2 separate regions of the Macaca mulatta genome follow, and region 2 is linked to region 1. The links are chromatin contacts, called in public Hi-C maps. All regions are on one chromosome and are shown on one strand. Each heading gives the region's core, a stretch centred on a gene start, on an enhancer-like site or on the middle of the called end of the contact. The rest is flanking DNA. Distances are from core to core; before and after follow the strand shown.

What was found. Hi-C and Micro-C count contacts between places; a contact is called where the count stands out from the background.
Region 2: a contact with region 1 is called in a Hi-C map of liver, with 2.6 times the contacts expected there. The contact joins the promoter of C1GALT1 here to the promoter of MIOS in region 1.

Annotation. Positions count from the first base shown.
Region 1 is chr3:120,946,894-120,953,089 of T2T-MMU8v2.0, forward strand. MIOS (meiosis regulator for oocyte development) reads right to left here and starts at 3,960. Exons shown (of 11, transcript NM_001257861.2): 1 at 3,860-3,960. LOC106997522 (a long non-coding RNA gene) reads left to right here and starts at 5,029. Exons shown (of 3, transcript XR_001443720.3): 1 at 5,029-5,136; 2 at 5,970-6,088.
Region 2 is chr3:121,359,492-121,365,687 of T2T-MMU8v2.0, forward strand. It overlaps C1GALT1 (core 1 synthase, glycoprotein-N-acetylgalactosamine 3-beta-galactosyltransferase 1), which reads right to left and starts at 3,264. Exons shown (of 5, transcript XM_077997025.1): 1 at 3,047-3,264. LOC114676982 (a long non-coding RNA gene) reads left to right here and starts at 2,468. Exons shown (of 2, transcript XR_013415450.1): 1 at 2,468-2,603.

The DNA.
Region 1 (6,196 bases), core at 2,710-5,209:
GTCCAATATGGTAGCCACTAGCCACATGTAGCTACTGGGCACTAGAAACGTGACTAGTTCAAATTTTAAACCTTAATTTTAACAAATTTTAATATAAATAACCATCTGTGGCTATCATAACAAACAATGGAGATTTAAAGTACAATGCCATACTAAGACAGAGGTTTCTTCAACTTTCAGTAATAAGCATCAGCCTTGTATGGCAGAATAAACACTGGAATGTACTGAACAAACCTGAGTTCCAGTCCTGGCTCTGCCATATATTAGTTATATGCCTCAGAAAAGTCATTGTGTGTGGGGAACCCCTTTGTTTTCTCATCTACACAATGCAGGAGTTGGTTTAGATTAGTATTTCCCGAACTCCAGTCATGTAACACCTGTGCCATTAATATTTTTCTTTAAACTGACTCATTTTTAAAATCTGAAAATTGATTTTAATCTCTTCATAAGGTCCATGAATCATGGTATGCTATGTTAAATATATTTTTTAACCTACACTGAAATATATAACTATTAAAAATGCTTGATTGTGTTTTATCTACAAAGCATCCTGTTTATGACCAGTGGTACGCACATACCACACTCTTGAGAAAGTGAATTAAGTGATCATTAGAGGCTCTTTCAGTTTTCGGTTCTACAAACTTTGAATAAGTGTTAAAGTAGAATTTTTGCAAAAAAATAAATATTCTAGCAGTAGAAGCACACAAACTAAATATAGCTATAGTTTAAAATGGTGTTTCAATAATTAAGGTTGTCTAAAAAAATTTAAATGCCTGTTTCTGAGGTTGGCAAAAGGTAATAGTTTAGATTCAAAATGAATAAACATACTTAAAATCTTCATTGCAATTGGTATCTGTACAACTATGTTGTCAGTTCACATAGGGTAAAGCTATGGTTCACTTACCTCTCTATCCTTAGTGCCATATATACAGCCTGGCAGAGACTCCTAATAAAGATATACTAAATAGTTCAACTCAAACATAATTTTCAGTTTCAGTTAGGAATTATCAGTCTTGCAAAAGTTTCAGTTAGGAATTACCAGTCTAAAATAGACTCATATTATTTAGACCACAAGTCCCCAATTCCCAGGGCCGCAGACCAGTTCTGGTTCCTGGCCTGTTAGGAACCAGGCCATATAGCAGGAGGTGAGCAGCAGGCAAGGGAGCAAAGCTTCATCTGTTACTTAGAGCCACTCATCTCACACACTGCCGCCTGAGCTCCACCTCCTGTCAGATCAATAGCAGTATCAGTTTCTCACAGCAGTGCAAACCCTACTGTGAACTGCACATGACAGGGATCTAGGTTGTGCATTCCTTGTGAGAATCTAATGTCTGATGATCTGTCACTGTCTCCTATCACACCCATATGGGACCATCTAGTTGCAGGAAAACAAGCTCAGGGCTCCCACTGATTCTACATTATGGTGAGTTGTATAATTATTTCATTATATAGTGCAATGTAAATAAAGTGCACAATAAATGTAATGCGCTTGAATCATCCTGAAACCACCCCATCCCTCGTCTGTGAGAAAACTGTCTTCCATGAAACCGGTCCCTGGTGCCAAAAAGGTTGGGGACTGCTGATTAAGGAATTCTTATACTGATTTTATTTCCTTCTTTAGCATTTCTCAAGCCCAAGATCAATCATTTCAATTATATTCTTACTAGCACCCTCAATGTCTTCATTTACTTGTCACTTTGGGTTTGCCGTTTGCCAGTCATTTACCCAATTATTTATCATCTTGTCTCCTCATTCAGGCTTCCAAGTGCTACCACACTGAGGATAGTCTCAAGCCTCTGAAAACTGATTTCAGTAAATTAAGGTATACAACATATCTGGTGTGCGGTGCTGGCAGTTTTTCTTTTATTCATCTTTCCCCTGGGCCCTTCGGAAATATTGCTTTATAGAATATCAGAGTAAAAATCTTTCTACAACACAACTTTGACCAGGCTATCCTTCCTTGCTTAAAACCCTCTAATGGTCTCCAGCTGCTCTTATTATAGCATTCCAAATCTTCAACCTAACCTACAAAACCCTAAATGCTTTTGGTCTCTGCCTACTGCATCGGCCTTGTGGCACAACATTCTTGCTGTCCTTTTACACTGTCCTTTTCAATTCCTAGAGTATACCCTCCTCCCCCATCACCATACCTTTGCAAATGATGTTTCCTCTGGTTAAAGCATAGTTCTCTGCCTTCTGGGTCAAGTTAATACCTGCTCAACCTTGACATCAACCACCCTCCATCCCCTCCCTAGTCGAGGTCAGGTTACTCAGACATACACTGTCATTAAACAGTATTCTTTCCCTTTAATCATCCATTTCTGTCTCTTCTACTGGATTATACACTCCATGAGAGCAGGTGAAGTATTTTTTTGTGTTCCACTGTACCTCTAGTCCCCAGTACAGTGCTAGACACTCAGTAGGAAGTTTAATAAACATTTGTTAAATAAATGCATGTGTTGAATGATCCCTCTGACACTTCTCACAACTGGTATCTCCAAGTTTTACCTATTTCCTCATGCTTCCACTTCTACCCTTCATAGGAGAGGCTGGCTCCAGCCAATATTTAAGTGTCTGCTATCATACTTCATTTATTCTGTAAGATTGGGCACCTTCTATGTTCTAGGCGCTGTCATAAAGCTGGGAACACAGCAGCAAACATGAGCAGATGAAGTCTCTGGTCTAAAAAAAAACCTGCACTATAGTGATAAAATTAAGCCCAACCTTAAAGAGGTTAAAAAATTTAAGAATGAGGAGGAAAAGGGGCACCTCATGTGATAGGCAGCAGCTATGACAGCAAAGAAAAGGAACAGATACTGCCAAGTAAGGTTTCACACTCATACCACCACAAAGGAAACCTCTTAATTGACATCATGAGATCTGCCCCATTTTCCCATCTCATTGAAAAATCAATGTTTAAATAAACACACTCTTCAGGCCTTCATTCCACAACCCTACTCTTTATACCAATGGTCTATGGTAAGCAATTTTGATGCCACATAGAAAAATCCATCTTACAAAACACAAAATACGAGTTGTAGCGTAAATTTTAGAACTTTGATTCACATGACTCTCAACGGAGAATATCAGCATTTCTTCCATTGTCATGCACCTAAAATATTTATACTGCCATCCACTAAATCTGATGACAGTAATTCATACAGAATCAAAACTTGAGAGAAAAAGACTAATTCTTCTCACTTTACGTAACAGTAAAGTGAAGACCAGATGTTTGGGTGCTTGTCCAGGGTCTCTCAACTTCCATCCTAGATTACTGCAAAGAGAAAGGATCAGCTACACAATACGCAAGGCGTGGTGCAAAATAAAAATGCAGGGCCCCTTATTTAAAAAGTCAAGACAGTGATAGCAGACTAGCCATTAAAATAAGTGCTAGCCATTATAAATGCTGGACTATGCGCTACTGCACAGGTTGCACATTATAAGAGTAACCCTGTATAGAGAGGTGCATCTATGTCCACCCTTTTAAGAAGTGTACTTTTTTCACCATCTAATACACAGGATAAACAGTTCCTTGATCATGAACATACATCACCAAGAATCTGGTGTAAAGAAAACAATATAGAGTCAGAAATCCTACAGCCACTCCCCAGTTCAAATCCTAACAAATCTTGTAATACTCCAAAACCATAAACCGAGATAAAATCTATCCCATTTCCATCTCACAAAGTTGTGACATCAACTGAAATGAACTCTTCACATCACATAGATGTTAGTATCACTACCATTCCCGTAATCAGCCCTGAAAGTTAATGTTTTTTCCAAATGTTGGAGACATTAAAAAATTAGGTGCAGAAGGGGTGCGGTTTGCAATAAGTATAGCTTGTATTTATATCCTCACCTTTCAAGTTTAACAAGTCTCACTTCCCATCAGTGACTTATCAGCAAAGGAAAGCCATGCTCATTCTGTGTTTATTCATCAGAATATCTGTAACAGCACTGTCCAAAAGAAATACAGTGTGAGCCATATGATTTAAAAATTTCCAGTAGTCACATCTAAAAAGTAAAAATAGGTGGAATTAAATTTAAAAACATATTTTATTTAACCAACATATCAACGGCATTATCCTTTCAATATGTAATCAATGCAAAAATTATTAGTGAGGATTTTGACATTTTTTCTGGCACCAACTCTGGGAAATCCGATGTGTATTTTACACTTACAGCACATCTCAATACCATGTGGCTACTGGACAGTGAAGTCCAACACATTACAATACTACTAAGTGTACAAAGTATCCAATCACATGCTTTTTGATGCTGTCTTTTACTTTTCTTACCATGGCAAATTACGAGAGCGGTTTCAAGAAATTTCCACCATCAGCATCTTCCAGGAGATGCACTGCACATACCCAAATTTCCCTTAAAATATACAAAAGGCCTGCAAAAGCAGTCATTTGCTAACCAATTCAGCAAAGTCCACATGTGTGAGGTTTCATTCATCCTCTTAAGGAATTTTCACTACTCGTATGTGAAGAGAACAGAGCTCACCGGGAGATAGGCCGTTTAAGAAGTACAGTATTTAAGAGGGTACAATGGCAACAGGGCACGTTGCTATTCCAGGTAAAGCAGGAGTCTGAATCCGACTCTCCCGCTTCAAGCACCTGGCTGAGCCTCCCGGGAAAGGCGGGGACGCCGCTCCCCACAAGCCTGCCGCGGTGAAGGCTGTAGCGTGGCCTCTGCGCCCCGAGGAGGTCCCCGCAGGTCCCGCGGCCGCCCGCAGCCCCCGGTGGCTCCCGCGGAGGCCCGACCGGCTGGCCGCCCGGCGCGATTACCCCACAGCGCGGAACGCGCTCCCCGCCCAGACGCCCGAGCCTTTCAACTAGGCTATCTCGGGCCCCTAGCTGCGGCCGCTGCGCTCCCGAGACCCGAGACGCGGGCCGGGTCGAACTCACTGACCTGAGGTGGCAGCGCGGCCGCCGCACAGCCGCTTCCGGCCGGGACACCGCCCCTCCTGCCGCAGGCGCCCGGACGCGGGCAAGATGGCGGCCGCGGCGGCGCGGCCCGTGACCTGGACCACTGGGCTGGGGCCCACGACCCTACCACCACGCCTCGGGGACGCGCAGCCGCGCCTTGGAAGGGGAGTTTCCCGCCGCGAGTCCCGCCCTCCCCCGCCCGGTAGGCGCCTCGGGGCGGGGTCACTGGCCGGGAGGCCCCGCCTTCCGCCCGAAAGCGCCTGTGCACCCCGCTGGCCCCGCCCGTGGGTCCACAGGCCGGATCCCCGGGTTCCTAGGCTGGGACTGCTTCTCAGAACCACTCTGCCGTTTTCAAGCAGGGTCGCACACTCTAGCTCACTGGGTCCATCTTAATTTCTATTAAACTTTTTTTTTTTTTGCAAATGATGTAGTAGGAGATCCAAGGTATTTGGTTAATGATTTATTCACTCAGTCATTCCACAAACTTGTCTTGATCACCTGTTATGTACCCAGCACTGTGCTGGAATACCTAGGAGACAGGAGTGAAGTAAAAAGACATGGTCCGGGCAGGAAACAGGCAAGGAGAGCCTTGACTTGGTAGGGCTAACACAGTGCTACACAGGAGGGACGCCCGCTCAGCTTCGGGGTCAGCAAAGCTTCCTTAAGGACTACTAGGCTGAGACAAGAAGGATGAGTATGGGATTAGCCAGGTAAGGGAACAGGGCAGTGGGAACTGGAAGAGAAGAGTCTTCTAGCACTGAGAAAGAGCAAGTGCTGGGTCAGGAGAGAGAACATAGCAGTGAGGAGGCAGTAGGTATGGATGAATGAGCAGAGGAAGTGGGGAGAGATTAAGATGCTGTCAGAAAGGGGTTGGAAACCAGTTTAGTGAGTTTGGATGGACTTTTTCCTAAAGGCAATGGTAGAGTCATCGAACGTTTTTAATCAGGCAAGTGGTATGATCAGTTTTTTTTTTTTTTTTTGATTTTGTTTTGTTTTGTTTTGTTTTGTTGAGACGGAGTCTCGCTATATCGCCAGGCTGGAGTGCAATGGCGCGATCTCTGCTCACTGCAACCTCCGCCTCTCGGGTTCAAGGGATTCTTCTGCCTCAGCCCCTGGAGTAGCTGGGACTACAGGCACGGCGCCACCATGCCCAGGTAATTTTTTGTATTTGTAGGAGAGATGGGGTTTCACCATGTTGGCTAGGGTTGTCTCATCTGTTGACCTCGTGATCCGCCCACCTCGGCTTCCCAAAGTGCTGGGAT
Region 2 (6,196 bases), core at 2,014-4,513, 410 kb after region 1:
TGTAAAAGAAACCGTGTAACTGTTACACCAAAAGATAGGTTCCCCAAAAGATAGGTTGAAGTCCTAATTCCAGTACCTCTGCATGTGACCTTCTTTCTTTTTTTTTTCAAAACAGGGTCTTTGCAGATGTAATAAGTTAAGATGAGGTGATTAGGGTGGATCTTAATCCAATACGTCTAGTATCCTTCTAACAAGTGGAGCACACCATATGAAGACAGAGCCACACAGGGATTATGTCGTGATAAGAATCAGAGACTGGAGTGATATAGCTGCAAGCCAAAAAATGCCAAGGATTGGCAGTAACACAAGGTAAGAGGCATGGAACAGACTGTCCCCTCGAACCTTGAGAGAGCATAGCCTTACCTACATCTTGACTTCAGACATCTTGCCTCCAGAACTGAGACAATAAATCTGTTGTTTTAAATCACCCAGTTTGTCGTATTTTGTTACCAAGGCCCTAGAAAACTAATACAATGACCAAGAATGCAAATAACTATGCCAAGCTGTATTTAATTTCAAGTTCTGCCTATTATCCAACATCTACCCATTTAAATGTGCTTTACTATACAGGTTTCCCATTCCAGAATCTCCCTAGTGTTGCCTCTCGTTGCCCCCAACATGCCCCTTGAGTGTGCAAGGCAGCACATACTACAGGTGCTTATTTAGACTTTCCTTTCAGTTTCACCCACCTTCTTATGTGCTTCCCTAGATCACAAACACCAGTTTCTTTATATATATATTTTTTTCTTTCCAAGGTACACTTCCTATTCTCACACATTACAGATGTTGGCATATATTTTCCCCTTGGACATTTGAATTAGCTGCAAAATAATTTAAGTACACATTGGAGTTCCTCTCTAACCAGATTTCAAGATAAAAGGCTAATTTCTCATTTTATGAACAAGTCTCCTTCCCAACTCCACCCCCTTTCTTCTTTTAAAAGAATGACTTAATCCCACTGAATCTGGAGTAAAAAGATTTTTGTCATACCTTTCTTTCAGCCTTGCTATAGTTTGTACATCAGCCTCTTTAATCAAATCTTAAGAAATCTTCTAAAAGAAAAGATGGTTGTATTGGGAAGCTTAAACTTTTAAGCCTATCTGAATTTAATTTCAGCATCAAGCTTTCCATTTTCTACTTAAGGTTTATTTATAGCTGCACTGTCATAAAAATTCCAATCAATAATTTTACCACACAAAGACTCTACTTTAAATTACCATGGCTTATAAAGTTAAACTGCATAATGCAATTTTAATTTTAGCACAAATCAATATACAAATAGTAGCATATGCCTAGTGACATACTTTTTCATATTTCTATTAGGTAAACACGAATTCATTATATGTACCCTGAAATAAATTTGTGATACGATTTTAATAACTGAATATTGAATTTACTCAATGTAGTCTAGTCTTAAAAAGAGTAATTATGAAAAACTTTAAATAGGAAACACAAAATATTTCTAAAATGCTTAATCCTAAGTAGGAAGATACAAAAAAATACAAATTCCAGGCAAATTTAAGAGAGGCATTTAATGGTTCTCCACTAATACTGAAAAATTATTCTCTTTATGAAGAATTTTAAATGAGTCATACTTTCCTGACTAAATCATTGCTTTACTCAACATTAGGTGAAGAGTTAACTGTTTGCTAACTTGAAACCTTATATTCACTTAAACTGTACATCTACATATAAAGGCTGGTAGAAAGCATAGTTTACTATATACAATACTTAAAACATACAGTATCATGTGCATCAAGCTCATCTGACATTTACCTAAGAGGGTGAAAAGCTGTCATCTAAATACCTTCTAAAAACTCAGATTCCCACTTCCCAAACTCACACCACAATCAAGCAACTTGAAATTATGCACACTTTTTCCTGGCAAAGCTATGTTCTATGCCCAACTTTTAGTAAGTTAACATATTTCTGTCCCTTACACACTGGCCTAATTATTCACTGATTCATTATGATTCTAAATTTATAACTTTTAAATTCATAATGAAATCAATCCATGGTTAGCACAATAGTTTTCTATCTTAAAAAGCGTGAAACGGAAATCGAGTAATATGTACAATGGATATAGAGAACTAGGTTAGAAATCTTGAGAATTTTTCTAGAATGTGTGGGTTTTGTGTTGCTGATATTGTTGTTTGCTTTAAATGCGGGGCGGTGGGGGTGGGGAGACGGTAAGGGCTAGGAAAGAATAAATCCACAGCGCTAAATTATGGTCATGTTTTAAGAGTGTACAACTTACCCAAATTCAAAGCAATATGGACAACTTGTCAACACCTACTAATCCCATCACAATTTGCTGGGGGAAAATGGGGTGGAGATGAAAAAAAAAAAATTCTTTTTAATGCCTTTCTTCCTCCCCCACGCAGCGAATGCCCCAACACACACGTATCTGGTTCACTCTGCGGCACGGAAACTTAAAGAAATAAATCAGCCACAGACAAACCTGATGATCCAAGCTAGCCCCAAGCAAGCTCCAGGCACTTCTGGAAGGAGCCTGCTCGCTGGGCGCTCAGGCGGCGCGGCAGCTGAGTAGCTCTCGGCGAAGGTGCCCCACACCTGGGCGCCGAGTCCGGCGGGACCCCCAGGTCAGCGGCGGGGCGGGGAGGGCGCGGGAGGAGGGACCGGGAGGGCCCGGCGGGGCAGGACCGCTAAGTGGTCCGGCCCGGGCGCACTCTGCACCCTGCGGCGCCGCCAGGCAGCGCGCCGGCAGAAGAGGGGCGCGAGCGGGCACAACGGAAGGACCCACGACGAAGAGGAGGCTACAAGTCCACAAAACTGCGGCCGGGTACGCACCCGGACGCTGTGGCAGATCGCTAAGACTCCGGGAGCAGGAAGTCCTCGCGCCTTCCTCAGGAGCCCGGACGACCCCAGCCCGGCTCTGACCCCGAGACACCTGTTCCGCCGCGCCCGGGGTTTAGGTCTATCCTCCACGCTTCCCTACCAACCCGGAGAAGGGGGAGGGCGGGGAGAGGGCGAGGGGAGCCGAGACCTTGGACCCGCAGCCTGAGGGCGCCTCCGCCGGCCGTACCTGACATCAGCTGCTGCTCCCTCTCGCCCCTCCTGGGGGGCGGAGAGGGGGACGACTTCGGACCGGCGACCTTTGCTTCTCTGGGCAGCCGCAGAAGTGGCTCGTGGCCGCTAGCCGAGGCCGCCCGCTGCCGCCCAGATTATTCCCCGGCAGCGGCGGCAGCAGCAGCAGCGGCGGCCAAGGCGGGCCCTACGCGCGCTCCCGCCCGCTCGCTCCGCCCCTCCCCGCAGCGCGTCCAAGCCGTGGCCCGCCTACGGCGCAGCCGCCACCCGGAGTCTCCTGGCGCTGACGTCTCCGCCGCCGCACCAGCCCCAGGGAAGGGCGGAGCGGGAGGGGCGGTGGGCGGGGATACGGCGACGTGAGGAACCGGGGATTGGCTGCCGGGCGCACGCTCCGCCCTAATGCGAAGAGGTCTGGGAAGTCGGTCTTCCAAGAGCAACAGATTTCGTTATAGCCCCCTTGCGGCTTGTGTCTGCTACCCTCCACCTTTCTGATCCTGCTATAAGGTTATGCACTTGCTTCCGGATCTTGAGGGGGACGAAGGCAGGGCAACAACAGGGAAGGAAAAAGGGGATGACTGAGGGATCTTTGTCTGAGGTACAGGCTCTAACCCTGCAGGACTCTTGTGGCCTGTAGCCTGCTCTTAACCCGTTCATTTGTTTTTCTGTTCTTTCCTCGTACTCTCTTTACTCAGTATCTCTCTGGACTTAATGAAAGGAAGTAATAAGATGAAGTATGCATACGGGTGCTGGGTCATCATGTATGATGACCGAGATAATGATACTAGAAAGCTTTCTGTAGGCACATTTCGTCTTTGGTTCTGTCAGCACTTCGGTTCTGTGGGGCAATGGCCAGAAGAGCTTCTTCGGGGCTTAACAAAACCTATTTCCCCTTTCACTGGGCTCTGAATAAGGAAGTTGTCTTTGGAATAGGGGGAGGAGACTGCCACCTGTTGAGGCAACCCCATAATAGTCATGAGGTGAGGGTAAGGTATCAGCTTTACTGGCATTAACCATTATCTACAAGACCAAGTTCCAGAATAGGAAAGCTATCCTGCTTCCTTTAAATGCCCTATCCAAGCGGTTCTTTAGTACTCTACAGCATGGTTGTTAGAGTATGGGCTCTAAAATCAGACTGCCTGGGCTGGCATCTTGGTCCCTCTACCTATTGGCAAGTTACTTAGAATGCCTGAGACAAGTAATAAACAATATACATTATTGTTGTTATTTTTTCTTTAATTTGCTTAGGTTCAGCTGTAGTGTAGTTTCTCAGGACATAGCATCAATATATCCAAAAGAATTGTGAAACATAAAGCACATGTAGTGATTCTAATACAGATGTCTTATTTTTCAGATGAGAAAACTAAGGCCAGAAAGATAAACTGATAGGTCCATGCTAGAAGAGAAGTGCAGCTATCCTGCTGTCCAGGTTATTGCTCTTTCCCTGGCTCATGGGTCCAGACTTCTCTCCCTTACATCCTTACCTCCATCCTCTACTCCTCCCCAACTTGTATACAGTTGTTGCTCAGCCTCCTCCCCCTCCACCTTTCCACAATATCTTTCACCCATTGTAAAATATGGAAGGGAGACCCTTTCAGAGGTCAGTGTTCCAAATAGAAACCAAAACTCACAACTCCTTTTCTCATTTTAATTTTATTAAAAGTTATAATGAATAAAGAATAACACTTTTTTCCATTGAGCAAAGATTAGAACCCTTTCCTAAGATAAGGTCAGCCACAGCCTTATCCAGGAAAATTACTTGCTGGAAACAATACTGGACCAAATCAGCCCTGCTCCCACCCTGCCTTTCTTTGAAAATAGCTTTTTTTTTTTCTTTTTTTAAAGAGATATGGTCTTTCTGTGTCGCCCAGGCTGGAGTGCAGTGGCTATTCACAGATGTGATCATGCACACAACAGCCTCGAGCAACTGGGCTGAGGGCTGAAGCAATCTTCCTACATTAGCCTCCCCAGTAGTTGGGATTACAGGCATAGGCTGTGGCACCCAGCTAATAACTATTGTTTTATAAAAACACTACGTGCTTGTGCAAACAAATTGAAAAATTTTAAACAAAAATGCAAAGAAGTTAAAATCTGTCCAAATCCCATAATATAGAGATAACCATTTCTTAAATTTTGTGTTACATTCTTCTAGGCATCTCTCTAAGAATAGAAGCACATATAGACATATAAATACAATATTTCATAAATTGGATTTTATTATCTGCACAGTGAACAACAGTCATGAAAAACATTATTTTTAAAAGTTGCATAGTGTCTGTTAGATGGATATACCATCATTTATCCAACCAGTATTCTATTGATTGACATTTATGTTTCCAAGTTTTTACTATCATAAAAAAGTCTCTTATGAACATTCTTATCCACAGGCTGTTGCACAATTGTGCAATTATCTCCTTGGACACATTCCTAGAAGTAACACTAATGTCAGCCAATTCTTTAACATTTTCAATTAGAGAATAAAAGTTGTGGTTACTTTGAAAAATATACTTTATATGTGGGACTCAAAACTGACCAGATTCTCCCATTTGAAACATATTTGAAACACAGGTAAACCTGAGTATTGTTGTTTTTCTTGTGTCTAGTGTTTAATAATGCATGTTAAAGCTCCTTAGAGTAGGTCGGTAGACATTACTGGTTGTCTAAACCAATATCCTTTCTTCTTTACTAGTAGAACTCTGATTTCTTCAGGGTGACAGCATGTCCAGTTAAAAATATTCATGTTCCTAGACTTTCTTAAGTCATGGCTGGCCATGTGACTATCAATTAAATAAAAGTGAATTTCTGTAGAGGAGGCTCAATAAATATTGCTTTAGCCATTTGATCTGTACCCACCCCTTTTATTTTTTTGAACCTGAAACAGGGACATGATACTGGATGTAGAGCAGACATATTTCACCCATAATAACAAAAGCCACACTGACACTATTAATAATGTAGGACACCGGAGGTGCCTAGGTCCGTGGTTGCTTTGGAGGGCCAAACTGACCAGCTCTGGACTGTCCCACTTCTGGATTTGTTGTTAGGTGAGGAAGACTATATTCCTTCTATATAAGATTTTGTTATTGTCTGTTATAAGTATCAAATCCAATTCTTAGTTGACATAATAAGATAGGCCAAGTCATCATTTATT